6 separate regions of the Sus scrofa genome follow, and all the other regions are linked to region 6. The links are chromatin contacts, called in public Hi-C, HiChIP or PLAC-seq and promoter capture Hi-C maps. All regions are on one chromosome and are shown on one strand. Each heading gives the region's core, a stretch centred on a gene start, on an enhancer-like site or on the middle of the called end of the contact. The rest is flanking DNA. Distances are from core to core; before and after follow the strand shown. Region 1 holds the start of PSMB4 (proteasome subunit beta 4). Region 2 holds the start of BNIPL (bcl-2/adenovirus E1B 19 kDa-interacting protein 2-like protein). Region 3 overlaps GABPB2 (GA-binding protein subunit beta-2). Region 4 holds the start of MINDY1 (ubiquitin carboxyl-terminal hydrolase MINDY-1). Region 5 holds the start of GABPB2 (GA-binding protein subunit beta-2). Region 6 holds the start of PSMD4 (proteasome 26S subunit, non-ATPase 4).

What was found. Promoter capture Hi-C pulls out the DNA fragments that hold promoters and counts their contacts. Hi-C and Micro-C count contacts between places; a contact is called where the count stands out from the background. HiChIP or PLAC-seq counts read pairs in DNA pulled down with a chosen protein or histone mark.
Region 1: a contact with region 6 is called in a promoter capture Hi-C map of liver, with 3 times the contacts expected there. The contact joins the promoter of PSMB4 here to the promoter of PSMD4 in region 6. A contact is called at or near these places in 1 of 5 promoter capture datasets (liver), 1 of 47 Hi-C or Micro-C datasets (epiblast stem cells) and 1 of 2 datasets of contacts at active chromatin or transcription factors (alveolar macrophages).
Region 2: an H3K27ac HiChIP or PLAC-seq map of alveolar macrophages shows a contact between it and region 6. The contact joins the promoter of BNIPL here to the promoter of PSMD4 in region 6. A contact is called at or near these places in 4 of 47 Hi-C or Micro-C datasets (blood, epiblast stem cells, heart right ventricle and 1 more) and 1 of 2 datasets of contacts at active chromatin or transcription factors (alveolar macrophages).
Region 3: a contact with region 6 is called in an H3K27ac HiChIP or PLAC-seq map of alveolar macrophages. The contact joins the enhancer-like site here to the promoter of PSMD4 in region 6. A contact is called at or near these places in 1 of 5 promoter capture datasets (liver), 11 of 47 Hi-C or Micro-C datasets (alveolar macrophages, embryonic fibroblasts, heart right ventricle and 5 more) and 2 of 2 datasets of contacts at active chromatin or transcription factors (alveolar macrophages and skeletal muscle).
Region 4: a contact with region 6 is called in a promoter capture Hi-C map of liver, with 2.5 times the contacts expected there. The contact joins the promoter of MINDY1 here to the promoter of PSMD4 in region 6. A contact is called at or near these places in 1 of 5 promoter capture datasets (liver), 4 of 47 Hi-C or Micro-C datasets (blood, heart right ventricle, liver and 1 more) and 2 of 2 datasets of contacts at active chromatin or transcription factors (alveolar macrophages and skeletal muscle).
Region 5: a Hi-C map of epiblast stem cells shows a contact between it and region 6, with 8 times the contacts expected there. The contact joins the promoter of GABPB2 here to the promoter of PSMD4 in region 6. A contact is called at or near these places in 3 of 47 Hi-C or Micro-C datasets (epiblast stem cells, heart right ventricle and skeletal muscle) and 2 of 2 datasets of contacts at active chromatin or transcription factors (alveolar macrophages and skeletal muscle).

The regions. Positions count from the first base shown.
Region 1 is chr4:97,835,904-97,840,814 of Sscrofa11.1, reverse strand. PSMB4 (proteasome subunit beta 4) reads left to right here and starts at 2,906. Exons shown (of 7, transcript NM_001244455.1): 1 at 2,906-3,087; 2 at 3,330-3,536; 3 at 3,801-3,947; 4 at 4,085-4,166; 5 at 4,551-4,667; 6 at 4,857-4,911. The coding sequence starts at 2,948.
Region 2 is chr4:98,191,817-98,196,691 of Sscrofa11.1, reverse strand. BNIPL (bcl-2/adenovirus E1B 19 kDa-interacting protein 2-like protein) reads left to right here and starts at 3,170. Exons shown (of 10, transcript XM_001928011.7): 1 at 3,170-3,692; 2 at 4,857-4,875. The coding sequence starts at 3,649. It overlaps PRUNE1 (protein prune homolog), which reads left to right. Exons shown (of 9, transcript XM_013997183.2): 9 at 687-2,382. The coding sequence ends at 1,115.
Region 3 is chr4:98,141,176-98,145,809 of Sscrofa11.1, reverse strand. GABPB2 (GA-binding protein subunit beta-2) reads left to right here. Exons shown (of 9, transcript XM_005663482.3): 6 at 3,525-3,641. Among named protein-coding and RNA genes, the nearest start is that of GABPB2, 20 kb to the left of the region's middle. Within about 2 kb of position 1,454, at least 2 of the 83 cell types and tissues checked have an H3K27ac peak or open chromatin away from gene starts, as enhancers often do. A contact at or near this core is called in alveolar macrophages, where this site is marked.
Region 4 is chr4:98,216,939-98,221,601 of Sscrofa11.1, reverse strand. MINDY1 (ubiquitin carboxyl-terminal hydrolase MINDY-1) reads right to left here and starts at 2,986. Exons shown (of 10, transcript XM_001929665.7): 1 at 2,260-2,986. It overlaps PRUNE1 (protein prune homolog), which reads left to right and starts at 2,740. Exons shown (of 9, transcript XM_013997183.2): 1 at 2,740-2,869; 2 at 4,583-4,653.
Region 5 is chr4:98,160,399-98,165,217 of Sscrofa11.1, reverse strand. It overlaps GABPB2 (GA-binding protein subunit beta-2), which reads left to right and starts at 1,263. Exons shown (of 9, transcript XM_005663482.3): 1 at 1,263-1,610.
Region 6 is chr4:98,002,891-98,007,368 of Sscrofa11.1, reverse strand. It overlaps PSMD4 (proteasome 26S subunit, non-ATPase 4), which reads left to right and starts at 2,725. Exons shown (of 10, transcript NM_001044535.1): 1 at 2,725-2,766. The coding sequence starts at 2,741.

The DNA.
Region 1 (4,911 bases), core at 1,657-4,156, 170 kb after region 6:
GTTGTCTCTGTGAGGATTCAGTTTCCATCCCGGGCCTCACGCAGCGGGCTGGGTTCTGGTGTTGCCACTAGCTGCATGGCATGGGTCACAGATGCAGCTCGGATGCCGGGTTGCAGTGGCTGTGGTATAGGCCTGTAGCTGCAGCTCTGATTTGACCCCTAGCCCAGGAACTACCATATGCTGCAGGTGTGGCCATAAAAAAGAAAAAAAAAATTTTTAAAGACACAAAGACTCTTGCACAGTCTGGCATTATAGACTAGGACAGGAAGACCTGATGCGGCAGGGAAAGGAAAAGATCCTCAACTGCTCCACTGGTCTCCCCCTAAAGTTATTTGCCAGATTTTGCGATTGCCTGGAACAGGAGCCTGGAGAGCTGGCTCAATCTGCTTCAGTGTCTCAGGGCTACAGAGATGAACACCTGCCCAGCTTTCAGTCAAAAGATTGTGAGGAACATGCCTAAAGAATATGGATGAACCAGACTGAAACAGCAAACCAACCTTGACACAACCTAATCTTTAATTGGGTTGAGGTGATCAATCCCTCACCCCATGTGCCTAATAGGAAAAAGGGAGAAACCTCTCTGGTGAAAGAGAACATGATATGGAGCTTTTATAGTAATTTGTAATTTCTGGAAAATAATAAAAAAGCATGAGACTTCTTGGAAAAAAAATAGAGGGAGTTCCTGCTGTGGTTCAGTGGAAACAAATCTGACTAATATCCATGAGGATGCGGGTTCGATCCCTGGTCTTGCTCAGTGGGTCAGGGATCCAGTGTTGCCATGAGCTGTGGTGTAGGTCGCAGACATGGCTCAGATCCTGCGTCGCTGTGGCTGTGGTGTAGGCCAGCAGCACTACCTCCAATTCAACCCCTAACCTATGCTGTGGGTGCAGCCCTAAGAAAGAAAAAAAAAAAAAAAAAAAAAAACCCGAATACAGCAATACTAAACCTATCCTAAAATAAACACTGAAAGATCTTCTCTAAATATAAAAGAAGCAAAAAGCTATAGGAAAGAAGAAATCCAATTGGAAAGTAAATGACTTAACTAAGTGAGTATACAGATTAAAAAGAAAAAAAGTGAAAGAGAAGAAAGAAATTTCCGAAATCTCCCTTGTTTCAGTTTAATTTATATCCTGTTGTTTTCATCTTAGAACAAAAGACATGCTGGTCACCTTCTTCTGAGTATTACATCATCAATTCTTAGTAGTTTGCTTTCCCTGTCATCCTACTCTCAGGCTGGAAAATTCTAGACTTGCTTCTTTTAGACTCTGTGGAATTTGACTACCTGCCTAATCTCTGGACCTGGCACTAGCCCTACCACAGCGTTAATTAATCCAGGGACTGAAAAGGAGGGAGCCCAGAAACCAGCAAGCCACCTCAGGCCACATCTTAACAAGAATATAGACAGTTAATTGCTGGCTAATTGTTTTAAAGTTCATATGATGAGTGCTCAGGTAGCTATGAAAGCAAGGTATTCTAGTGGTTTTGGAGGAATCCCATTAAGCTTTCTGTCATAACAACAGATAGCTGCTAATTGTCCAAGTAAGTCTCTGAGTAAGTAAGATTCACCTGGAATATGGAGTTTGGGAGGAGGTGGCTATTAATTAGAATTGGTAGTAAATAAATAATAATAAAGAAGACGAATAAACAAATATGATTATTAATGAGCTATTAGAAGAAGAAATCAACTACCTAGTTTTCAGCCAAAAGATGATACAAAGAGCAACAGCTGGTTGTCTCTCACACAAGACCTTGACCCTTCCCTTCCAGGGTTTCATGACCTAATAAAATATTTTATTTCAATTAGGCTAAAATTTCATGCGTTGCTTTGGTTCAGATTAACTCAGGGAATTTAAAAAACAAAACTGATTTGGTTTCCCGCTGAGTCAATAATTTAAAATCTAATTGTGTAGGGAGGAGTGGCAAACTATCAGGTTTAGGTTCACCTGTTTGATTCTAGACACTGCTTCCAGCCCCTGCTACAGAACCACATTGAGAAGGGAACGCCTGGAATTTAGTTACATTCCCACAGGCAATGGAATTTTTCTGCTGTTTAAGAGGTAGGTAAGAGCATTTCACAACTAGGTAACTTTCAGAGATTTGTCGAAGGTTCTGCACAGTGAGTGACCCACCTGAGATATTATACACCGCAAGGTACGCACAACTGTAAGATTCCTAGACTCAGATCTACCATTATTTGCTGTGTGATCAGGTAAATCACTATTCAAGTCTCTGTTTCTTACCTATAAAATGGGTCGAATATGCCACATGAGGCTGCTTTGAGAAATACAGAACTTAAGAGATCCTGGGTTCACTGTTAGTTTCGTGTGAGGCTTTTCTTTTCTTTTTATTTTTTTTTGTCTTTTTAGGGCCGCAGCTGGGGCATATGGAGGTTCCTAGGCTAGGGGTCCAATCGGAGCTGTAGCAGCCGTCCTACCCCAGACCCACAGCAACGCGGGATCCAAGCCTCCTCTGCGACCCACACCGCAGCTCACGGCAAGGTCGGATCCTTAACCCACTTAGCGGGGCCAGGAATCGAACCCTCATGGATGCTAGTAGGGTTCGCTAACCACTGAGCCACGACGGAAACTCCTAAAGTGTGGGCTTTTTGATAAGGATCCAAAAAGGAAAGGAGACTTCCTGCCTCCTCGCTCAGGTCAGAGTCTTGACGAGCCCGCCCCCTCCCCATCTGCCACACCACCCTCTCCCTCCTTGAATTTGAGCATCAGAACATTGTTCTAGTCTAGACTCTACCGCTACGTATGCGACGCCTGGCAATTCCAAATCTCTGGGTTTCGGTCGCCACCCAGGATGCTCATACGGTCTGTCCCGACCCTAACAACATGGCTGCGGGAAGTGGCTTTCAGGAAGAAAGAAGGTGTGGCACTGAAGGATCACTTCCGCTTCCGTCGGCGCAAACGCTTTCATTTCTTGAGCTACGGTGACTAAGATGGAATCGATTTTGGAGTCGCGGTCGGGACACTGGGCCGGGGGTCCGGCTCCTGGACAGTTCTACCGCATTCCTCCCACTCCTGGATCCATCGTGGACCCGGCATCCGTGCTCTATGGGAGTCCGATTACGCGCACCCAGTAAGCTCTTGGCGTCTTAGCCTGGGCGGGGGAGAGACCGTGGGGCCTGGTGCGGCCGGCTGGTTCGGGGAGCCAGGGCAGGCGAGGCGGGGACCCCCGGGCGCGCTAACAGCGGGACAGCTCGAGGAGTAGGGCCTGGAGAATGAAAGGAGCCATGGAAAGTCAGAAGCGGAACCCACAGAGCGGGAAGCGGGCCTAGGCTATTCTCCTCCACCTCTCGCCAGACCCTTCTTTATCTCCAGGAACCCCATGGTGACCGGGACCTCGGTTCTGGGAGTCAAGTTTGAGGGCGGAGTGGTGATTGCAGCAGACATGCTGGGCTCCTATGGTTCCTTGGCTCGTTTCCGCAACATCTCTCGCATTATGCGAGTCAACAACAGCACCATGCTGGGTGCTTCAGGAGACTACGCTGATTTCCAATATTTGAAGCAAGTTCTCGGCCAAATGGTGTAAGTCATCTAGAGAATAGGAGTAGTTCCCAGGTGGGGAGGGGAATCCACTGTTTTTATCCCATCAAGATGTTCTAGTGTGGAGGAACTTGAAGCTGCAGTAGAGGATGGGGAGACTTGTTGGGGGGTGAAAGATTCGAGGATGTTTGCAAATAGTTTATTTTAGTGGGTTTAAGAGGGGAAGATTGTGGTCACATCTTTTGGGGGTGGATGGAAAACCCGATTTCTGTTCTCTCCCTTTTCTCACAACCAATTCTTTTTAAGGATTGATGAGGAGCTGCTGGGAGATGGACACAGCTATAGTCCTAAAGCTATCCATTCGTGGCTGACCAGGGCCATGTACAGCCGCCGCTCCAAGATGAACCCCCTGTGGAACACCATGGTCATCGGAGGCTATGCTGATGGAGAGAGGTTGATTTGAATACAAATAACTATCTCTTCTCCCTGAGTGAATCCCACTTCTGACTCAGACCCCTTGGTCCCATCCTTCAGCTAACATATAGAAACCTAAGGTGAAATGAGTTCTTTGACCTATTGTGTCCTGTTAGCTTCCTGGGTTACGTGGACATGCTTGGTGTAGCCTATGAAGCCCCTTCGCTGGCCACTGGTTATGGTGCATACCTGGCTCAGGTAAGTAGTTGGTTGAGGGATGAGGGATAGAAGAAGACAGAAGGCAATAGGGATTAGTGGTTGTCTACCCTTGCAATTCTGACATGAGGAACAGGCTAGGATCCCTACTGCTGGGCAGATGGTTTTCTTTGTGGTCCAGAGACCATGTCAAGGTGATAGGTCCAGGAGTCAATATACATGTGCAAAGAGAGGACACTCTAGAATTTCCCTTTCAAGTGGGTCTTAGCACAAACAGTTCATGCTGGTGAGGCAATAATGAATGTCACCTTTTCACTCATTTATGATTCCTTTTACATTAAGGATTTGCGTCAAATTGCCTGGCATTCAGCCCCTCATATCTCCCATGTTTTCTTTTTTTTTTTTTTCTCCCTCTGATCTCTCTAGCCTCTGTTGCGAGAAGTTCTGGAGAAGCAGCCAGTGCTGAGCCAGGCCGAGGCCCGAGAGCTAGTGGAACGCTGCATGCGAGTGCTGTACTATCGAGATGCCCGTTCTTATAACAGGGTGAGAAGTGTGCATAAGGTGGTGGGGATCTAATTGGCAGGTTCTTGGATACTTCCCGTCCCTGAGTCTCTATGCTTCAAAGAAGAGGGTGTCCCATTTCTGTGTCTTCGCTTTTTCATTTTAGGGAAAGACCCTCAACTTGACCTTTGACCAGGGACTTCTTTCATGAGAGCTCTGCTTTTCTTTCAGTTTCAAATTGCCACTGTAACCGAAAAAGGTGTTGAAATAGAAGGACCCCTGTCTG
Region 2 (4,875 bases), core at 1,921-4,420, 190 kb before region 6:
TTCGGGTTCTTAATCATTGAACCACAACAGGCACTCCAGAGTTCAAGTTTCTGAGCACAGGATTACCCTTGGAAACAACACTAGGTTAGGAGTCAAGAGTCCAGGTTCTGTTTCAGACTCTACCATCATCTACATTATTTTGTTCAGAACACTTAATTCCTTTGGGCTTTGGTTACTTATTAATAAAATGAAATATATGATCTCGAACATTTCTTCTGTTTCTAAAATACTATGTATATTAACTGATGTGCCTTTTATTGTAAGCGACAAAACCACTCTGGATGACCTAATTTAAAAAACGCTTTTTCGGAGTTCCCATCGTGGCGCAGTGGTTAACGAATCCGACTAGGAACCATGAGGTTGCGGGTTCGGTCCCTGCCCTTGCTCAGTGGGTTAACGATCTGGCGTTGCCATGAGCTGTGGTGTAGGTTGCAGACGCGGCTCAGATCCAGCGTTGCTGTGGCTCTGGCGTAGGCCGGTGGCTACAGCTCCGATTGGACCCCTAGCCTGGGAACCTCCATATGCCTCGGGAGCGGCCCAAGAAATAGCAACAACAACAACGACAAAAAGACAAAAAAAAAAAAAAAAAAAAAACGCTTTTTCTCCTCATTAGAGAAGCCTGTTACTTAGACGCCTCAGCTCTTTGCTTCACCCTCTTATATACCATCTCCCTGTCTTGTCTTTAGATCTGTGGAGTCCTGGAAAGCTCCCATTCTCCATCCCTGAAGCTGGTCCCTGTTCCAAGCACCCACCCTAACCTCCAAGCCTATCTTCAAGGCAACACCCAGGTCTCTCGAAAGAAACTTCTACCTCTGCTCCAGGAAGCCCTGTCAGCATATTTTGACTCCATGAAGAGCCCTTCAGGACAGCCTGAAACAGCGGGTGTGTCTAGGGAGCAGGTGGACAAGGAGTTGGACAGGGCAGGTAACTCCCTGATTTCTGGACTGAGTCAAGATGAGGAGGAGCCTCCACTGCCCCCAACGCCCATGAACAGCCTGGTGGACGAGTGCCCTCTGGATCAGGGGCTGCCCAAGTTCTCAGCCGAGGTCATCTTTGAGAAATGTAGTCAGATCTCGCTGTCAGAATCTACCACTGCCTCCCTTTCCAAGAAATGACTGTTGGGAGGGGAGGGGAAAGTGAGAGACGTTGCTTGAATCACCCCGAATGCATGTTCTGAGATGTTTCAGCAGTTCTGTCTTCATTGTTCTAGGATCTGGTATACTGTTCTTTTAAACCTAGGAGGAGAAAGAAGTGAAGGAAAGCTGAGCTGGCTTTCTACCTTTTCCCCACAATCTCTACCAATCAAACAGATTTTATTACTAAATTAACTCTTTAAATCTGCACTGACTCTCTTCTATTTCATTTGCTAGGGTCATAATGAAATAACATACATATTTCCAGCAGAGTTGCACAAAAGAATGTATACTCCAAAAGTGCCCTCAGTCAGGCTCTTTAATGGAACCAGTATTTCTCATAGAACCAAACATTCATTGTCTCCGTATATCCATTTTTTCTCTTGTTAGTTCAAATATTTATTGAATACAATACCTACTTTAAGCTTATTCCAGTTTTCAGCCTTCAGCTGGTTTCCACCTCCATGACTCCTCCTTCTCCCCCCAATTAGGGGATGGTGTCTGTTTCCCAGACGGCCAAATTGCTGTTCTGAGCTTATTGTGACTCTTTTGGAATTGTCTGGGAGCAGGTTAAAGGCCATTATCTTCTGTCCTGATGAGGTGGCCCAGCTCTCAGTTTCTCTGAGCTCCTCTGACCTAGAGCCACAGGCATCCCGAAGAGACACAGGAGATCCCTGCTTCTTGGAGCTCAGGAGACATCTGGGAGGGCTTTAAGGTCTGACAGGACTTCCCAGAGGACAGGAGAACTCCAGTGGGAGCCCAGCTCTGTCAACGATGTATCCGTCTAACCTCTCGTTCATCGTAAAAGGAAACATGGGGTTTCATACCAAGTACTATAAACTGTGTCTCTTGTCAGGACACTCACTCCTCTAGGTCTCACGTCCCCATCTGCAAAACTGGGGATCAGGACTAGATGCTCGCTGGTTTCTGTGATCTGCCTCTTGCCACCATCCTTTCTCAGCTCTGCTTCTCTGGAGGTTTTTTTGGTTTGTTGTTTACTTCGGTTTTCCCTGGGAATGCTCAGGGTCACTGGATTGTCTCTTTATATGTGATCGTACCAAGTACTCAGCCTTATGTAGCATGTACAGGTATAGTGACCCAGCAAAGAGCTCTCTCCCACTGACTTGTTCTGCATGTGTAGTCTCCCTTTTTTCTTCAGACCACCCTGTTCCCCCTTTTCCTACCCGACAGCTCTTTTCCCTGTAAGTTGTTACCAGTTTCGCTGATTAGTGGGGTACGTGATGGTTTGGGCATGATGTCTTCATATGAGGGGAACAGTATAACTTCCTTTGAGGAGATGATATTTGTAGCTGTTGGAAAGTAAAATAGTGGTGTGATTACTGAACCAAAGGAATTTATGTTTTGTAACTTGGGTACTTTATTTTGCATTTTGTTAAAGTATTAAATACTTTTTTCCTGTTTGGGGGTCTTGTCTCTTTTTACAACTATAATCAGGCCTTCACCTCTGATAATTGTTTTAACCTCCTCAGGATTCATTTCCCATTTTTCTGCTGTACTTACTATTCACCTTCGATTGTGTCTTTTTGGAAATAACATCTCCCCTCATCCTCAGCCTTTACCTTTTTTTTTTTTTTTTTTTTTTCCTTTGGCCACACCCAAATCATGTGGAAGTTCCAGGGCCAGCGACTGAACCAGTGCCACAGCAGTGACCTAAGCTGTAACAGTGATAACACTGGATCCTTAACCTGCTGTGCCACAAGGGAACTCCCAGCCTTTCCTTTAATTTGCTTCTTCTTCCAGAACCCTCCTTATAATGCACTTCTGTGTCCTTGGTTTTGCTTATGCTCAAAAAGTAGGCCCAGAGTGGTCTTTTTTGTTTGTTTGTTTGTTCATTTATTTTTGTCTTTTGTCTTTTTTTTTGTTGTTGTTGTTGTTGTTGCTATTTCTTGGGCCGCTCCTGCGGCATATGGAGGTTCCCAGGCCAGGGGTTGAATCGGAGCTATAGCCACCGGCCTACGCCAGAGCCACAGCAACAGGGGATCCGAGCCACGTCTGCAGCCTACACCACAGCTCACAGCAACGCCGGATCGTTAACCCACTGAGCAAGGGCAGGGACTGAACCCGCAAACTCATGGTTCCTAGTCGGATTCGTTAACCACTGCGCCATGACGGGAACTCCCCCCAGAGTGGTCTTAAAAACCGAGATGATTTCTACTGTTCCCTCTTTTTTTTAAGCAGCTTCCAGATGGTTTTAAAGGGTGTGGAAAACTGCCTCCCTAGACTCACCCAAGACTAGCCACTTTAGAAAATGTACTCTCCTCCCCAAAACCCGCCCCCACATAGGCATGGTTTTTCTTTGGGGCAAACCTGCTCCTTGGGAAGGGAGGTGGCAAAACCTGTTTGAAAGTGAGGTTACCTCCCTTCAACCCCTCCCTCCTCGGAGGCAAGAGCAACAATAGCTGAGACAGAGAAGGGTACAGAAGTTTGGGGGAGCTGGGACATCCAGCTCCTCAACCACGCCAAGCGTTTAAAGAAGACAGGAAGTCTTGTGAAGATGGGAACTCTACAAGAGGCAGGAGAAAAGACATTGGATCTTGGGTAAGTTCTTGGCTAACTTGACTGAAAACGAGGAGTGACTAATTTTGAGGGACTTTCCCACCATCCAGCTCTTACCAAGTCAAATCTCAAGTTCTTAGAGGAGGCAAAACTGTAAAAGAATTTGCAGAGAAGGGGTGGGGGTGGCTTTAGGTAGGAAAGATCCATTTGTTATGGGAATTAGGGAACAGGGGCTTCCAGGATAATTGGAATCCAGGATATTATTTTGTTTTGTTTTTGGCATCATGTGGAAGTTCCTGGGTCAAGGATTATACCTATGCCATGGCAGCAACCTGAGCTACTGCCAGTGACAAGGCCAGATACTTAACCCACTGAGCTATACGAGAACTGCCCCCCCCCTTTTTAAAGAAAGTTTCTATATTTTGCGTGTGATAAATTTACTCTTTCTTATACCCACTCTCCCGAATGGCCATTGGGAAAGCTGACCTGGAACAAAATTAGAAGTGTAGGTTCTCCTAGCCAGCTGATCTCTCTTGCTCCTTCCCTTCTTCCCCTCCCTCCATCTGTGCCATGGTGTCCCCTAACCACTCCCCAGTGTGCTGAAGGAAAGGCAGGCCTGACTAGGTGCCATCTTCCCTAACTTTGCCGAGTGACAGCTGGGCAGGTCTTTCTGGTTCCAGCCAATTGTAATGTGAAATACCTCTCGCCCCTACTGTGTGGGTGGAGCAACTGCCACACAGGTAAAAATAATTAGCTTTACCTTCCATCCCTCCTCTGCTTCTAAACCCAACAGCAGGGGTGATTGCTTGCTTGCTTGTTTTTTTTTTCTTTCTTTGCCGCCAGGCAGATATAGGATCAAATCCGAGCCGCAGTTATGACCTACTCCACTTCTGCAGCAATGCCGGATCCTTTAACCTGCTGAGCAAGGCCAAGGATCAAATCCACATTCTGGCGCTGCAGAGATGCTGCCATTCCTATTGTGCCACCATGGGAACTCCTAGGCGTGATTTCTTTCAACAAGTGGTGAAAGTGATAGAAACATCTAGGAGACAAGAGTCTGAATTCTTTTGAAGGCGTGCCCTCTGCTCTGTACCTTCATTACTGTTCTGCATTCCTGTGTTCTCACCTACTATCCAGTTCCCTCAAAACACTGCCTAATTTGTCTCATGATAATCTTTTTTTTTTTTTTTTTCCGGGGCATCTCAGGGTCAGGGAAAATGCAGAA
Region 3 (4,634 bases), core at 205-2,704, 140 kb before region 6:
GCTCACGGCAACGCCGGATCCTTAACCCACTGAGCAAGGCCAGGGATCGAACCTGCAACCTCATGGTTCCTAGTCAGATTTGTTTCTGCTGCACCATGATGGGAGCTCCTTGATGAATATTTTTGATACCAAAATCCAGATTACAAAGTTTGCTTTCAGTTTCCCATTTGTGACTAAAGATATTCCTCATCATCAGTGTCACTATCAAACTGCAATGATTTTGGAAGGCACGCTAATTTAAACATGAATCAGGGCAAAACAACGTTATGAAGATAAATTTCCTCTTTCTGCAGAATCCTAAGATGTACGCTAAAGTCAAATATAAATTGTTTTGTGTTGGAGTTCCCGTCGTGGCTCAGTGGAAACAAATCTGACTAGGAACCATGAGGTTGTGGATTTGATCCCTGGCCTCAGTGGGTTAAGGATCTGGCGTCGCCCTGAGCTGTGGTATAGGTCGAAGACGCAGCTTAGATCCTGTGTTGCTGTGGCTGTGACATAAGCCTATAGTGGTAGCTCCAGTTTGACCCCTAGGCTGGGAACCTCCATATGCTGTGAGTGCGCCCCTAAAAATAATAATAATAGTAAATAAATAAATTGTTTTGTGTTGATTCATAAATAGTAGAGGCTTTGCTATCCAATGAAATAGGTTCTCATCTGGGTTCTTATATTTACTAGCTATACGACCTTGGGCAAGTTACTCTATTTTTCTGGATTTAGTTTTCACTAACTTATTGAGGTTGCATAGCTGATCATAGCACACTCCCCTAAATCCTAGTCTAAAAATCTTATTTATATAACCCCCATTTTGAACAAGTAACAAGTTGTCACTAACAATGCCATTTCCCTTCCAAAAGCAACAGCAACCGTGCACATTTTAGTTTGTTAGATACAGGGTCTTATATTAAGGAGAATGAAGCAATTAACATTATTTTTTTAATTCCTCAATGAATTTTGTTACATTTTATAGTTGTATAATGATCATCACAACCAAATTTTATAGCATTTCCATCCCAAACCCTCAGTGCACCCCCCCACTCCCCAAGCAATTAACATTGAACAATAAAATACTTTTCCTAGAACTCCCTGGGATAAGTCTAAAGAGGTAATTTGCATTGTCTCTATTCAGTTTGAACTGCGTGTGTCAGAATACTACATCTAATATTTCACAAGTGTTCTTTCTTAATTTTACTGTTGAGGGGAAGTTGGGTGAGTCATTTATGTTTGACTCAAAGGGAAAGTACACTTCGGTTGGAATCATGCTTAAAAGCAGATAATGCCTTTCTAATGAAGCAGTTCTACCCAGGTATTCTTCTTTAGCTTGGTGGCCTACCTGATGTTTGTCTTACTTGAACTTTAATTAATAGCCTTATTGTGGAGTTCCCTCGAAGGTGAAGTAGAAATGAATCTGACTAGGAACCATGAGGTTGCAGGTTTGATCCCTGGCCTTGCTCAGTGGGTTAAGGATCTGACGTTGCCGTGAGTTGTGTATGTTGCAGATGAGGCTCGGATCCTGAATTGCTGTGGCTGTGGTGTAGGCTAGCAGTTGTAGCTCCAATTGGACCCCTAGCCTTAGAACCTCCATATGCCTCAGGTGCGGCCCTAAAAAGCCAAAAAAAAAAAAAAAAAAGCCTTATTGTGTGTGTGTGGGGGGGTGTTTAACTGTGGTAAAATATTAACAGCGTTGTTTTATTTATTACTAGTGACATTGACATTGTCACATATATTCCAACCTCCATGAAGGATATATCTAAAAATTGCTTGTTCCTGGAGTTCCTGTCTTGGCAAAGTAGCAATTAATCTGGCTAGGAACCATGAGGTTGGGGGTTCAATCCCTGGCCTCGCTCAGTGGGTTAAGGATCTGGTGTTGCTGTGAGCTGTGGTGTTGATCACAGACACGGCTCGGATCTGGCGTTGCTGTGGCTGTGGTGTAGGTGTAGGCCAGCAGCTACAGCTCTGATTGGACCCCTTAGCCTGGGAACCTCCATATGTCATGGGTGCTGCCCTAAAAAGATAAAAAAAAATTAAAAACCCTAAAAATTGCTATTCCTTGTTTTTTGGGAGGTTTTTTTTTGTTTTTTTGTTTTTGTTTTTTTTTTGTTTTTGTCTTTTTGCTATTTCTTGGGCCGTTCCCGCGACATATGGAGGTTCCCAGGCTAGGGGTCGAATTGGAGCTATAGCTGCCAGCCTACACCAGAGCCACAGCAACATGGGATCCGAGCCGAGTCTGCAACCTACACCACAGCTCACGGCAATGCCGGATCCTTAACCCACTGAGCAAGGCCAGGGATCGAACCCACAACCTCATGGTTCCTAGTTGGATTTGTTAACCACTGAGCGACGACGGGAACTCTCCTTATTTATTTCATTTGTGTGTTCCTATGTCAGCATTTGGTAGGATAGTCTCAGTGATAAGAAAAACATGAAAATAGGAAAATGAGGGTATAAGCTGTAGTTTTGAATATTGCTCTTTTGTAGTCAATAGATACATACAGTCTCCTTTCTAGAGGTCAAGCACTATGTTCCACTCAGACTGTTTGGTTCCCTGAGTGTATATGTATATTTCTGCTGTGCCACAATGGGAGTTCCATGGTTCCCTGAGTATTTTATGAGAGAATTAGAATAAAATAGGGGCGTGCCAATCATGGCTCAGCTGTAATGAACCCAACTAGTGTCCATGAGGACACGGGTTCAATCTCTGGCCTCACACAGTGGGTTAAGGATCCGGCATTGCTGAGAGCTGTCATGTAAGTCACAGATGAGGATTGGATCTGGCATTGCTGTGACTGTGGCATAGGCTGCCAGCAGATGCAGCTCCAATTCGACCTCTAACCTGGGAACTTCCTGTGCCAAGGGTGCAGCCCTAAAAAGGGGGAAAAAAAAACCCAGTTTGTAGCTATAAAGGGTATCATACAGGTAATCCATCTTTTTAATGGAAAAATCTTTTGAAATTTAAATTTATAAACCAGTTAAATTAAGTAGATTAATCATATCAGAAAAGTATTCTTGCAGTTCCCTGGTGACTCAGTGGGTTCAGAACTGAGCATTGTCACTGCTGTGGCTTGGGTCACTGCTGTGGGACAGGCTCAGTCCCTGGCCCAGGAACTTCCACATGCCCAGGCACAGCCAAAAAAAGGGAAAAGATTCTTTGCTCTGTGAAAGAATCTTTACGCATAGGTAGTGGGAAAACTTAAAAATTAAGAGTACTAAAAAAAGTAAGTGTATCAGTCACATTTCAGTCAGGAGATAAAATTACACATGCTGATTGGCATAATTTTACTATACATATATAATTTATAAAGACTTGTTAGTAATTAGTCCAATTACTAAGAGGTGAGGAGAACTAAAGAATACAGGAATAGCCAATATGAGGAGCAGCCTCACTTCTGCATGACAAAACAGTTTGTATTAGAGAGCAAGACTAAGGACATTAGAGTGAAGAGCTGAGTTTTGTTTAATAAGCCATTTTTAGTTCATCTCAATTTATTCTCTCCACCAGACCTCATTTGCCTTTTTTACTGAAATAGGTGACCCCCATGCTTCCTCAGCAGTACACTTCTCAAATTCTACTACCTCAGTGCTGGCCACCCTTGCAGCTCTTGCTGAGGCATCAGCCCCCCTCTCCAGTTCACACAGAGCCACAGGTAGGTAAGGGATATCTGCTGAGTAAATCACCATTTCTTCTTTTGTTTTAAAATCTCCAGCAGATTTAATTTGCCTGAAATGTTAAAGAGTTATGGTTAGGGAGTTCCTATCATGGCTCAACTAGTAGCCATGAGGACTCGAGTCCTATCCCTGCCCCAGCTCAGAGGGTTAGGGGCCCTGCATTGCCTCAAGTTGTGGTGTAGGTCGCAGACGTGTCCCAGATCCCATGCTGCTGTGGCTGTGGTGTAGCCGACAGCTGTAGCTCCAAATCGACCTCTAGCCTGGGAACTTCCATATGCCACAGATGTGGCCCTAAAAAAAAAAAAAAAAAATGTGGTTAGAGATAGCTAGGAGAAAGGAAAAAGGGATGTAGAGTCATTGAGCATCAGAAAGAAAAATAACTGATATAATCAGCCAACTGAATAATATCAGAGAATGACTAAAATATTCCTTTGTGTTTTTGTAGCTTCAAGTTTGTTTGCCCTGACTGCAGTTACATCAGATTGAAATGTTTAGTCTCATATTAGCAGAGTTTTCGAAATACTCTATGTTATGTTTTGGGTGTTTTGTTTTGTTTTGTTTTTGGCCACTGCGTGCAGTGGTTTTATGTGGGATCTCAGTTCCCAGACTAGGGATTGAACCTGAGCCACAATGATGGAAGCACTGAATCCTAACAACTAGGCCATTAGGGAACTCTTTCTATGTTATGTTTTGACTGATACTATCATAGAGTAATTCAAAATAGCAGCCTAAATATTTTGTATTAAAGTATCAAAATATATGGGAGTTCCCATTGTGGCTCAGCAGTAATGAACCCAACTGGTATTCAGGAGGATTCGGGTTTGTTCCCTGGCCTTTCTCAATGGGTTAAGGATCTGATGTGGCTGTGGCATAGGCTGGCAGCTGCAGCTCCAATTTGACCCCTAGCCTGGGAACTTCCGTATGCTGCGGATGTGGCCCTGAGAAAAAAAAAGTTTTTTTAAAAAAGTATC
Region 4 (4,663 bases), core at 1,737-4,236, 210 kb before region 6:
TGGAGAGGGGAAGTGTAGGCCAAGGGGACTTGAATCAGAGATTGGTTCTGATAAGTAACTTCAGATTAGAGGCATGAAAAACACCCCACAATTCTTCCAGTATGTCTCCCTTGACAGCTGGAGTTGGGACAGCAACTTGTTTGCCCCCTAAACTGCTAGACTCACGAGTAGTTCGCCCACTACATAGAATATGAAAATGCTGATTACTGATTTAGGTTAAAAAAAAAAAAATATATATATATATATATACATATATACTCCCTCTGCACTCATCTACCTGTGTGTATGTTCTTTCTGTCTATTCCCATCTAGATCTTGTTTTTTGTTTTTTTGTTTGTTTGTTTTTCTTTTTAGGGCCACACCCACAGCATATGGAAGTTCCCAGGCTAGGGGTTGAATCAGAGCTACAGCTGCCAGCCTATACAACAGCTCACAGCAATGCGGGATCCGAGCCGCGTCTGTGACCTACACAACATCTCACAGCAACTCCAGATGATTAACCCACTGAGCAAGGCAGGGATCGAACCTGCAACCTCATGGTTCCTAGTTGGATTCGTTTCCACTGTGCCACGACAGGAATTCAATCATCTGGGTCATTTTATTTTTTTATTTTTTATTTTTTTTATTTTTTTTATTTTTTGTCTTTTTCGCTATTTCTTGGGCCGCTCCCGCGGCATATGGAGGTTCCCAGGCTAGGGGTCCAATTGGAGCTGTAGCCACCGGCCTACGCCAGAGCCACAGCAACGCAGGATCTGAGTCGCGTCTGCAACCTACACCACAGCTCACGGCAATGCCGCCGGATCGGTAACCCACTGAGCAAGGGCAGGGACCGAACCCGCAACCTCATGGTTCCTAGTCGGATTCGTTAACCACTGCGCCACGACGGGAACTCCATCTGGGTCATTTTAGATGTCAGCCCTTGGACCTGTTTAACCTGCTCTTTACCAGCACTAAGCATAGACATTTCATTAACACCATGGATAGTAAATGATAAAAGGCCACAAAGCCCTGCCCCCTGGAAAATATCTCCCTGCAACTTCCTTGCTCCCCTTTCCCCCTTGATTGGGTGAGAAAAAGGGAGAAATTAAACTTGCTAGAAATCTTTTCTCTTGCTTCCTCCTAACCTGAGACTATGCTTCCTCTTGCAATCCCTTGCAATCTGGCAGGAATTTAGGGCTAGGGTAAAGCCTGGGAAGTGAAGCTGAAGAATATAAAAGTCACCAAAATAAGCCTAGTCACCCAAATTGATCATCCTCCTGATTCAAATATAATTTATGCTATCTGCATCTCATTTACATGTTGTTAATTTAGAAGAATCAGAGTATAGCAAAAATTGCCTGCAGGCCTGACACTTTTTTTTTTCTCTCTCTGTCTTCTTTTTCCTCCTTTCCCAAATGACACTTAGGATGAGCCTGGGAAGCAGAAACAAGAGCCTGGGAACACTTTTTTTAAAGCTTAGAGAAAAACAGGGAAGAAAAGAAAAGATCAATAATTAAGTGGGGGCTGGGCAGCTAGCTGGCCAGACAGGTAAACCAAAAGAACCCAGGAGCTGGACACCGGAGGAAGCTGGGTCTCAGAGAAACTGGGCAAAGTTGGATGGGCTAAGTCTTCAGAATAGAGGCAGGAAGCGTGATGGAGAATTTCTCCTCTTCAAGGTACCTGCCTGGTGCTCCTTCAGAGCAGGAGAGAATGAGGGAGCACAGGTACTCAAACAAATCAGGATTTCTCTTTCTTTTTCCTCTTAAATCCAACACATTTTCTCCAGCTGGAATTATCCTCTGGTGGTGAGTGAGAGGTAAAGCAGCCCAGACCCACCCCTAGCCAGCGGCAGTAAGTAGCCAAAAGTTGGAAGAAGCATATACAACTGGTACCCAGCTTCCACAAGACGCCCCCCACCCGCACTCCCTAGGAACTTTACTCTCCCCTCAAGTGCTTTACTGTCCCCCTCTAATCTCTTTCTCGCTCTGATGCAAATCGTCACAGAACTAATGGTTTAGAAGTTCTCCTCAGAGTTAAGTCAACGACGGTGCCTTGTCTACGTGCTAGCAAGGGAGAGGGGGAAGGTGTCATTAAAAGGAAGAAATACAGGGACCCAAGCAGCGTCTTTTACATATTCCTTCTGCCTGAACGCCTCTCAAAATCTAAACGTGTAGAGACCCAACGTGGAAGAACAGTCAGTGTCACCTCCCCAGGGCTAAAGAGGAAACAGAGGACTGGGGATTAGGAGAAGAGGTGAAGGAAATGGTTCAAAGTTTTTACCTTAAAGAAGTGGGTGCTGTTCCAGGACACAGAAGGAGGGTGCAGCTCTGGCAATACGATGGGGCAGGTGGGTGCAGTGAGGGGCGCCACCACACTCCCAGCTGCCTTCCAGCTGTCAAAGCCAGAGCTCGCACAGGTTTACACGGGTTTGTGCGCAGCAGTCTTGGCCGGATGGTGGCCACTTCCGGACTCACGCCCACGGCCGGCCGGGGGCACTGGAAGAGGGTGGAGACCGGCAGGAGTGCAGCCCAGGTACTCCCAGGTCGCTCAGAGCGTCTCCAGGATTTCTGAGTCGCCGAGTCTAGGGCGTGCGCTCCAGGCCCAGTCTAGCGAGCTGGTTTTCAAAGGAAGTTTGTGGGTTTTCTTTTTTCTTCTTTCTCTCTCTCTCTCTCTCTCTTTCCCGTCGGGACAAAGAAAAATCAGTCAAGGACAAGCTTCTGGGAGGAGGAGGAGCCAGGCCAGCACTGGAGGATTTCCATTAGGGCTTTCTGACCTGGTCAGCAGCTTGGTGATCAGCAGTGAGAGAGAGAGAAACAGGAGAGAAAAACAACAGACCCTTTCTCCTCCCTCCGCCTGCCGCTGGAAGGGACGGAGCGCTTGTGCCTCTCTGGTGAGAAGAGGGAAAAGCAAGGGCCCTTGCTGAGTGGGGAGGAGGAGCAGGGCCGGACAGCAGCAGCTTGTTGGATCTGGGCTTTCTCTCTAGGTACAAAAGTCCTTTGCTCTGGATCCACAGAGGCAGGCCAGACAGCGTGATATTAGCATAATTACTCATTTAAAGTGAAAAATCCTTATCCTTTCAAAATCCTTACTATATCTCTTTTTTGTTTGTTTTTTGTTTTTTAGGGCCGCACCTGCGGCACATGGAAGTTCCCAGGCTGGGATCTAATCAGATCAGCAACAAAGGATCTGAGCTGCATCTGCCACCTACACCACAGCCTACGGCAATGCCAGGATCCTTAACCCACGGAGCAAGGCCAGGGATCGAACCCGCAACCTCATGGTCCCTAGTCGGATTCGTTTCCGCCGCACCGCAACAGAAACTCCCTCACTTTTTTTTTTTATAGTTAATAATGATTTTTATTTTTTCCATTATAGCTGATTTACAGTGTTCTGTCAATTTTCTGCTGCACAGCAAGGTGACCCAGTAACACATACACGTATTTGCTCACTTTTTTAGTCTAGAAACCAGTTGGGCTATGCCCCTGGTAGTGCAGAGAGGGTGTGTAAGAAGCCCCAGGCTCTGGGAAGAGTGAAGCAGGGAGAAAACTAGCTGAGCAAGCAGGAGCTTCAATATCCCTCTGCTCCGGTCCTTGTTCCCACCACAGGCCTCAGCTTCTCATCTATCACCTCCTCTCAATTCCGAGCTTGGGGAGCAGGAAAAACTGGTGTGAGGTTGGTGGTAGGAAACAAAGGGATTCATTAATAAATGAGGGAACATTTGATGAAAAGAGTACATTTATCACGGAGTTCCCATTGTGGCACAGTGGTTAACGAATCCGACTAGGAATCATGAGGTTGCGGGTTCGATCCCTGGCCTTGATCAGTGGGTTAAGCTGTGGTGTAGGTCACAGACAAGGCTCAGATCCCATGTTGCTGTGGCTCTGGCGTAGGCCGGCGACTACAGCTCCGATTAGACCCCTAGCCTGGGAACTTCCATATGCCACAGGAAGCGGCCCTAGAAAAGGCAAAAAGACAAAAAAAAAAAAAAAAAAGCACATTTTCTGCAGTATTCTGCACTACCCTGGGGCTGGAAGGTGGTAGTTAAATGTGGTTGGAACCCAACTCTACATTCTGAAAGGTTCCCCCAAGCTCTACTTACATGGCTGCTCCAGGATGAAACTTCAAACAACTCTGAAGGCTGCAGGGGCATTTGGAACAATTAGGGAGGCAGGTGAGCAGAAACCCAAGTTACAACAGTCCGGAAAAAGAAAGAGAATTTGCTGACGCTATAGAAAAAAAGAGGCTATAGAGTTGTAATGGCAGCAACTGGAGTTGGCAAGAGGCTGTAGGAATTAAGAAGAGAGGCCAAAGATTATTACGATGTTTTCATATTCCAATATTTTTATAACATGGATAATCACAAAATTGTGATTGCAATGGGACCGTTTGTTAAAGTAGAGAATTCGAGAAAGTTGAAAAGCCGTTTTTGCCCAGTGTGATTTAAAATGTCAACCAGATGGTCAGTGTAATATATAGATAGAAAGATGCTATACTTAATCTGACTCAAGAGGGAAAATTCAGATGCCACAAAGTTTATGTGACGCATTTACACTTGTGTGTCAAATAAGCGATCTCAGAAAATTCTCCTTCCCTCAATTCTTAGGGCCGTTTTGGAGTTTTGGGACTACATTTCCCAGGACGCCTTGCACCACCACCACCCGCTTCGCGCTTCCCGTGAGTCTCT
Region 5 (4,819 bases), core at 14-2,513, 160 kb before region 6:
CGCGGCTCGGATCCCGCGTTGCTGTGGCTCTGGCGTAGGCCGGTGGCTACAGCTCCGATTCAACCCCTAGCCTGGGAACCTCCATATGCCGCAGGAGCGGCCCAAGAAATAGAAAAAAATAAATTAAAAAAAATAAAAAATAAAAAATGATAAAAAATAAACAATTTGTACTGATTTACAAATAGCTAATGGGTACCTACTATATGAGGCACTGAGCCAGACAACCTAAGGATGTAAACATGAATGAGATAAGATTTTGACCTTCAAATAAAAAGGGAAGCCGTAAATACCAGTTGGGACATTATGCCCTAAGTCCTTTAAAGAACAAGAGGAGGGAGTTCCCGTCGTGGCGCAGTGGTTAACGGATCCGACTAGGTACCATGAGGTTGCGGGTTCGGTCCCTGCTCTTGCTCAGTGGGTAGACGATCCGGCGTTGCTGTGAGCTTGTGGTGTAGGTTGCAGACGCGGCTCGGGTCCCGCGTTGCTGTGGCTCTGGCGTAGGCCGGTGGCTGCAGCTCCGATTCAACCCCTAGCCTGGGAACCTCCATATGCCGCGGGAGCGGCCCAAGAAATAGCAAAAAAAAAAAAAAAAAAAAAAAAAACCAAAAAAACAAGAGGATCTAGAGAAATCCAGAAAAGAGGGGAACCATGTAAATCTTCCCCATAGGGTTTGAAAGGCCCATCATCAACGACAAAAGCCAAAATCGAATACAAAATGGAGCAGTGATCTGTCCTTTTCTATGTCTACCTATTTTTGAAGGTCTTCTTTCCCAACTTGTCGCTGTCCTTCAGCTTACGGCGAAAGGTGGGTGCAGACAGGAATCAACTGTTTGGTAAACAAAGTGGCTAACTGGATTTGCAAACTCCCGTTCCATCCCCTTTCAGCACCTCCAACCCCCTCAAACAAGACTCCGATATCTGTTTCATTGAGTTGACAGCTCGGCTCTAGGCTCTTTACCTCTAGGCTGTAATTAGAAATGTGTCCGTCGGGCACCAGAGCTCAATTCACGCACAAATCCAGGCAACGTCCCAAACATCTTCGCCCGAGGTTGAGACAGAGAAACAGTTTCCTCTTCAACCTTAAACTGGCCCCTAAACTGGTTGCTTCTAGCTAAATGCAAACCCAAGGCAGAGATCAGTTTCTCTCAGTGGTTCGCCGGGATTCTTGGCGCCAAAACAAACCATCAGGTCCGTCCCCTACCGGAACTATATGACACGTAAGACGCGTAATCGACAATCCTCCGCCTCGCTAAATAGTCCCGTCTGAGATAACATAGATACGCACTACTTCACCTCAAAAGACTTTCGGAGAATAGAAAATGAGCCTCAGGGGTGCATCACCCTTCTGTTCGAGTGCAAATGTGGATTTTCTAACCACATTCTCTTCACAGATTCTTCCGCCAGAAATTATATTCGCCGTCTTCACTTCCGGGTCCGCCATTTTGCAGCCTCCATTTCTCCACGAGGGGGGGTTAAAGGCCCCCAAAATATGTATATATGAAAAGGCCAAAAAGTAACCATCATTGACAGGGAGCTTTAACTAGAGAAGGAAACAGGACCAAACTGGCGGGCTCGGCGAAAGCACAGCCGGCAGCGTCCCGGACGAGGAGGTAAGGAGGGAGGAGAGATGTCTGGGCTCTGGGGGGCGTCAGGGCTGGAAGGAAGACTGCCTTGAGAAGTTGCACCGCCTCCTAGCCCAGCCCCGGACCTCTGGGTGCAGACAGAGCGGCGCCCCTTCACTGGAACGGGGTTAGCTGGGGGAAGGGGACGAAGAGGAAGGGGATGCTGCCGGGAGGAAGGGGAGGGGACTAGGAGGAGGTGAAGAAGGGGGTGGGTGTAAGACCTGGGGCTGGGGAGCCGGACCGAGGGAAGGCAAGGCCACAGAGGTGACCACTAGGGGGCAGCGCGGAGCCCGATCCGGGGGTGGCCCTCTAGGCTGAGACCTTGGCTCCCTGCCACAAGTTGACTCTTCCAGAAAGACTGAACATTGCTGAGGCGCTGGGGGAGTTGTGATAGATGAGAAAACGGAGATTCTAATTCTCTGACCCGAGTGTTAGCCTTAAGATTATTAGTGAGCTCAGTAAACTGAGAAATAGCAGCAAGGGCCCCGCCTCCAGTTCTTGCAGGGTTGTTTGTACAGCTGGCGGCCCAGTGGGGACGTGTGCAATAGAAAAAGGAAAAAAGGTTGGCAAATCATGAGTTCTTCGATTTCATTTCTCCTTGCCATTAGCTTTCTCCTATTCTCACAGATTTTTTTTCCTTATTTTTTAGTTTATTGAAGTCTTGTTGCTTATAATATTGTGATAATCTCATAGATTTCCTTGAGTGAGCAGACATCATCCCATTCCTCTCCCTCTTACCAGAAGGACTTTTCTCTCTCAACTCTTTTTGTTTTTAATTTTTAAAATCAAAATGTCATGCGGAAGTTCCCTGGCCAGGGATCGAAGCCACACCACAGCAATGACCCAAGCTGCTGCAGTGACAACGGGGGATCCTTAACCCTCTGTGCCAGAAATATATTCTTTTTCGTGTTATTTTCCGTTATGGTTTATCAGAGGAAATTGATTACAGTTCCCTGTGCTACAGGGTAGGATCCTGCTATTTATCCATTCTGTATATATTAGTCTGCATCTGCTAATCCCAAACTCTCAGTCCTTCTCTCTCCCATCCCTTAGCCCCCTTGGAATCCGCAATTCTGTTCTCTATGTCTGTGAGTCTGTTTTTGTTTTATAAATACGTTTTTTGCTTTTTGGGTTCCCCCCACCCCCTAGCACTCATGGCATGCAATAGTTCCCCAGCTAGGGATCAAACCTGCACTGGCCTGTGCCAAAGCTGCAGCAACACCAGATACTTAAGCTACTGCATCACCAGGGAACTTCTGTAGTTCCTGTTGATTTGTGTCGTATTTTAGATTCTACATACTTGGTAGCATATGGTACTTGTCTTTATCTTTCTGACTTAATTCACCAAGTATGATGATCTCCATCCATTTTGCTGCAAATGGCATTATTTCTGCAAATGGCATCTTTTGGATGACTGAGTAATATTCCATTGTGTGTGTGTGTGCGCTACATTGTTATCCATTCATTTGTTGACGGACATTTAGTTTGTTTCCATGTCTTGGGTTTTGGAAATAGTGCTGCTGTGAACATGCTGGTGCAAACATCTTTTCAAAATTTTTTTTCTTTGGCCACATCTGCAGCTTATGGAAGTTCCTGGGCCAGGGATTGAATCTGAGCTGCAGCTGTGACCTATGCCAAAGTTGCAGCAACACTGGATCCATAACCCACTGCACCACAGCAGGAACTCTCTATCTTTCTGAATTATGGTTTTTTCTGGGTATATGCCCAGGAGTGAGATTGCTGGATCATATAGCAACTCTATTAGTTTTTTTTAGAAATCTCCATACTCTTTTTCGTAGTGGCTGCACCAGTTTACACTCTCACTAAGTGTGTAAGAGAGCCTGATTTTCTCCACATCCTCTCCAGCATTTATTTGTAGACTTTTCATCTCTTTTTAAAAACATCTATGGAGGGAGTTCCCGTCGTGGCTCAGTTGTTAGCGAACCCAACTAGCATCCATGAGGATGTGGGTTCGATCCCTGGCCTCCATCAGGATCTGGCATTGCCGAGAGCTGTGGTGTAGACTGCAAACACAGCTTGGATCTGGCATTGCTGTGGCTGTGGTGTAGGCCGGTGGCTACGGCTCCGATTAGACCCTTAGCCTGGGAATCTCCATATGCTGCAGGAGCAGCCCTAGAAAAGGCAAAAAGACAAAACAAACAAAAAAAGAATGGAAGTACTTTCTGATAATAGAGTACTTTGTGGTCAAGAGCTCAAGCACTCCATCAATTATTAAAACATGTTATTGAAAATTCTTGGGTGCTGGTTTGGGAAAGGGTGTGGGTTCTGTTTTTTTATTCATCTCCAGTATTCTAGGAGGCAAATTAGATGAGATTTTTGTTTCTTCTCTTTGTGTGTAGGGAAAGTGGAGGTGCATCCAGTAAGGGAGAATGTTTTTAGTAATCAAGGAGGCCAGACATGCTTATTCCTAGGCTGCATTTCTTATCTGGTAGATAATGCCAGTGTTGTCATAGTATATGATAGAACGGCACATAGTGCGCCCCAAATCCAGTTATTTTAAAAATACATTTTAGGGAGTTCCCGTTGTGGCTCAGCGGTTAGCAAACTCTGGCATCCATGAGGACCCAGGTTTGATCCCTGGCCTCACTCAGTGGGTTAAGGATCCGGGGTTGCTGTGAGCTGTGGTGTAGGTCACAGATGCAGCTCAGATCTGGTGATGCTGTGGCTGTGGCATAGGCTGACGGCTAAAGCGCCATTTCAGCCCCTAGCCTGGGTACCACCATACACCAAGAGTGTGGCCCTAAAAAGACAAAAAAAGATCCTCCCCCCAAAAAAGTATACTTTTTTTTGTTTAACATAGATGCTTCAGATTAACTAAAAAAAAAAGAGTGAGAATAGGGGGAGAAAACAACCTTGAAGAACACATTTCTATGAGACTTTTTTTTATGTTAGATAATTAATGTAACAGCCTGTTTACATTCTAATCCCAAAGTTTAACTACAATATCTTTTTTTTTTTTTTTTTTGAGGGCCGCACCCGTGACATATGCAGGTTCCCAGGCTAGGGGTTGAATCAGAGCTACAGCTGCCAGCCCATACCACAACCACAGCCACAGCAACACCAGATCCGAGCCTGGTCTTCGACCTACACCACTGCTCACAGCCATGCCAGATCCTTAACCCACTGAGCGAGGCCAGGGATCAAACTCATAACCTCATGGTTCCTAGTCGGATTCG
Region 6 (4,478 bases), core at 1,476-3,975:
GGATCTGGCGTTGCGTGGCTGTGGTGTAGGCTGGCAGCTGTAGCTCTGGATTCGACCCCTAGCCTGGGAACTTCCAAATGTTGAAGCTGTGGCTGCCACCCACCCCCCAAAAAAGCAAAAAACAATACCCCCCCCAAAAAAAACCACTTCACCAACATCTGGGAGTTCCCATTGTGGCTCAGCAGTTTACAAACTCGACAAGTATCCATGAGGACTCGAGTTTGATTCCTGGCTTCCCTCAGTGGGTGAAGGATCCGGCATTGCCATAAGCTATGGTGTAGGTCGCAGATGTGGCTTGGATCCCTTCTTGTGCGGCTGTGGTGTAGGCCCAGGAGCGGCTGGCTTTGATTCCATATGCCATAGGTTTGGCCCTAAGAACAAAAGAAACAAAAACAGGAGTCCCCATAGTGGCGCAGTAGAAACAAATCTCACTAGGAACCAATGAAGTGGTGGGTTCAATCCCTGGCCTTGCTCAGTGGGTTAAGGATCCAGCATTGCTGTGGCTGTGGTGTAGGCCAGCAGCTGTAGCTCTGATTTGACCCCTAGCCTAGGAACCTCCATGTGCTTCTGGTGCGGCCCTAAAAAAAAAAAAAAAAAGCAGAAACAAAACAAAAACAAACAAAACGTCTAGGTAGTAACGACGAATTTACCATCTCCATCTAACATCTCTGTCCCCATCCTTGCCCCCCTCCAAGTTAGAGACCTGGAATTCCTTTACGTTGGTGTATGTGCAGGAATGTAAGCCAAAGCATTTTCTTTTATTTATTTATTTATTTATTTATTTTTGGTCTTTTTGCCATTTCTTGGGCCGCTCCCAGGGCATATGGAGGTTCCCAGGCTAGGGGTTGAATCGGAGCTACAGCCACCGGCCTACACCACAGCCACAGCAACGTGGGATCTGAGCCAAGTCTGCGACCGACACTGCAGCTCATGGCAATGCCGGCTCCTCAACTCACTGAGCAAGGCCAGTGATCGAACTGGCAACCTCATGGTTCCTAGTCGGATTCGTTAACCACTGAGCCACGACAAGAATTCCAAGCATTTTTATTTTTATTTATTACTATAATAATGGTTATTATTTTTGGCCCCGTTGGAGGCATGTGGAAGTTCCCGGGCCAGGGATCTAACCCTCACAACAGCAGCAACACAAGCCGCTGCACTGATAACGCTGCATTCTTTTTTTCTTTTTAGGGCCTCGCTCGCGGCATATGGAGGTTCCCAGGTTAGGGTTACAGCTGCCGGCATACGCCACAGTAACATCAGGTCTGAGTACACCACAGCTAATGTCAAGGCGGGATCCTTAACCCACTGAGGGAGGCCAGGAATCGAACCCACAACCTCATGGTTCCTAGTCAGATTCGTTTCCGCTGGTCCACAAAAGGAACTCCAATAACGGATTCATCCTTAACCCACTGGGACACAAAAGAACTCCTAGCATTTAAAAAAAAAAAAAAATTTTTTTTTTTAAGTGATGCCACTCAAGGCATACCGAACTTCCTGCACCAGGGATTTGAATTGCGCTGCAGTTGCAACCTAAGCTACAGGGGGTAATGCAGCATCTTTTAACCCACTGCAGCCAGGGGATGGGGATGGATTCCTCACCTCCATAGCCACCTGCAACTCTGCATGGGATTCGTAACCCATTGCGCCAGAGCGGGAACTCCTTAAATGGAATTTTTGATTAAAATCCAATATGGTTGACTAAGTTATCTCCCATTCTTTGGGAGATTAGTTAAAATTATTGATTTGTAAAAACTTTTCTGCATTCCTACCATGTGTTAGGCTATGTAGTGGGCTCAGGGATAGAAGTGATTAAGACAACTTTCCTGGAGTTCCCGCCGTGGCGCAGTGGTTAACGAATCCGACTAGGAACCATGAGGTTGCGGGTTCGGTCCCTGCCCTTGCTCAGTGGGTTAAGGATCCGGCGTTGCTGTGAGCTGTTGTGTAGGTCGCAGACGCGGCTCGGATCCCGCGTTGCTGTGGCTCTGGCGTAGGCCGGTGGCCACAGCTCCGATTCGACCCCTAGCCTGGGAACCTCCATATGCCGCGGGAGCGGCCCAAAGAAATAGCAAAAAAAGACAAAAAAAAAAAAAAAAATGTATGCAAAAGAAGAATGAAAAGTATAATGAGTTCCCCATGTACCCATCACCTGGCTTCAAAATTGTGCTATAACGGGTCACCTTGCTCTACATCGGAAAATTGACAGAACAATGTAAACCAGCTATAATGGAAAAAAAAAAAAAAAAAAGACAACTTTCCTGCTCTTAATGAAAAGGGAGCGTTAGATACACAAACAAATGCAATTCAGGGGTAAAAGGGTTTAGCAGTTAGACGAACAAAGTGCCATGGGGAACAGGGGGAGCTGAAAAGTCACTAGTCATCCCACCATTATTTTTAAAAGATGATGCTGGAACAGACATAACCATAGCACTTGTCTTTTTTCTTTTTTGCCACGCCGGCTGCATGTGGATTTCCAGGGCCAGGGATGTAACCAGCGCCACAGCAGCCACCCAAGCCGCTGCAGTGACGAGGAAGAATCCTTAACCCCTTCAGCCACAAGGAAACTGCAATCCCTTTTATTTTGGCGGCGCCTACAATTCCCAGAACGCATCGCGGAGGATGGAGGCGGAACCAGTTGGTCGATCAGAGACCTATGATTGGTGATGAACGCTGGGCCAATTGGAGGAGTTGTTGTTAGGTGGTCCAGGAGAACCGGTCGGGGAGGGAGAAAGCTGGCAAGATGGTGTTAGAAAGCACTATGGTTTGGTGAGGAACTACTTCGGGCCCCTGTGGGGCAGCGGGACTGGGTCGGGGGCGCGTGTAGCTCGGAGGCCGGGCAGGCCTGGGGTGGGGACGGGGCCTTATGGGCGAGTTGAGGCCCCGGGCCGGGAAGGAAGGCGGTGCATCGACTCCCTGAGTCATCCCCGGGCCCCGGAGTTAGTTCCCGGAGAACAGGCCCCGGGTGTCCCCCTTTAATCCTCAGCCCGCGTACAGCCATTGACCGGCCGATTCTTGCTGCCTTTCTCTATTCCAGCGTCTTTAGCTAGAGTTCGACTCTCAGACTCATCCTGATGGTCTTCTGCCCTCCTCTTCTAAATGATGGATGTTAGGAAGAGATGATAAATCCCTTCCCCGTCCCCATTTACTCGTGTCTAACTCTATTGCCTTTCTCTGTATCATCTTCAAAGGTACAGCTTACAGGTTGCTTTCTAAATGTCAGGCGTTTAACTTACTTTATTTCACTTAAACCTCACTATACTTAAAGTCCCTCCCTTTTACAGATGAGGATACGGAGTCTCGTCAATTTTAAAATGACTTACACAAAGTCACACAGCTAATTAAGTAGTGGAGCTAAAATTTAAACCCAGAATTATCTGACACAAGGGCTCTTATCCAGTGAGCTAGCTCTCTTCATCAGTCTCATACTTGGCTGAGTAGCTATTAGGAGTCGGATTAGAAGCTGAGAACACAAACTTTTGCAGGGTTTCAGGAGTTTCTTCTAAGTGTGAGCATAGAATAAACACAGACTAGTACGCAAACACAAACAAATAGCCAGTTGGATGGACAGACACCCAAGAGTATCTCTGCCAGGAGGTTAGCATTGCTAGATTGCATATAAGCTGCCCATTTAAATTTGAATTTCAAATAAGCAATATGTTTTGATGTTAAAAATGGATATAAGTATATCTCAAATATTATGTGGAACATACTTATACTAAAAAGTTATTGTTTATCTGAAATTCAAATTTATTTTTATTTTTTTATTTTATTGTCTTTTGTCTTCTTAGGGCCTCCCCTCGGCATATGGAGGTTCCCAGGCTAGGGGTCCAGTAGGAGCTGTAACCCTGGCCTCTGCCAGAGCTGCAGCACTGCAGTATCCAAGCTGCGTCTTCGACCTACGCCACAGCTCATGGCAGTGACAGATCCTTAACCCACTGTGGGTGGCCAGGATGCTACCCAAGTCCTCATGGATGCTAGTCGGGTTCATTAACTGCTGAGCCACAGAGGAAACTCCTGAAATTCAAATTTAACTGGGACTCTGCTGTCGATCATGGCTCAGTGGAAACAAATCTGACTAGCATCCATGAGGATGCAGATTTGATCCCTCTCCTTGCTCAGTGGGTTAAGGATCTAGTGTTGCTGTGGCTGTGGTGTAGACCGGCAGCTCCAGCTCCAGTTCAGCCCCTAGTCTGGGAACCTCCATATGCCATGGGGGCAGCCCTAAAAAAAAAAAAAAAAAAAAAAAAGGACAAAAAAAAACGTAGAAAGAGGACAGGATTTGGAATCAAAAACCTCTGTTTTAGGTCATGACTAGCTACATGTTCTTGAGAATGTATTAAATCTCTCACTTTTTTAAAAAAATGAGAATAATAACATCTATTTTTCTTATGGCTTAGGTAGGTAAAATGTATAATATGGAGCTCTGTAAATTGTATAGCACTGTACGTATATTGGTTTCCATTGCACTTGAGGAATCC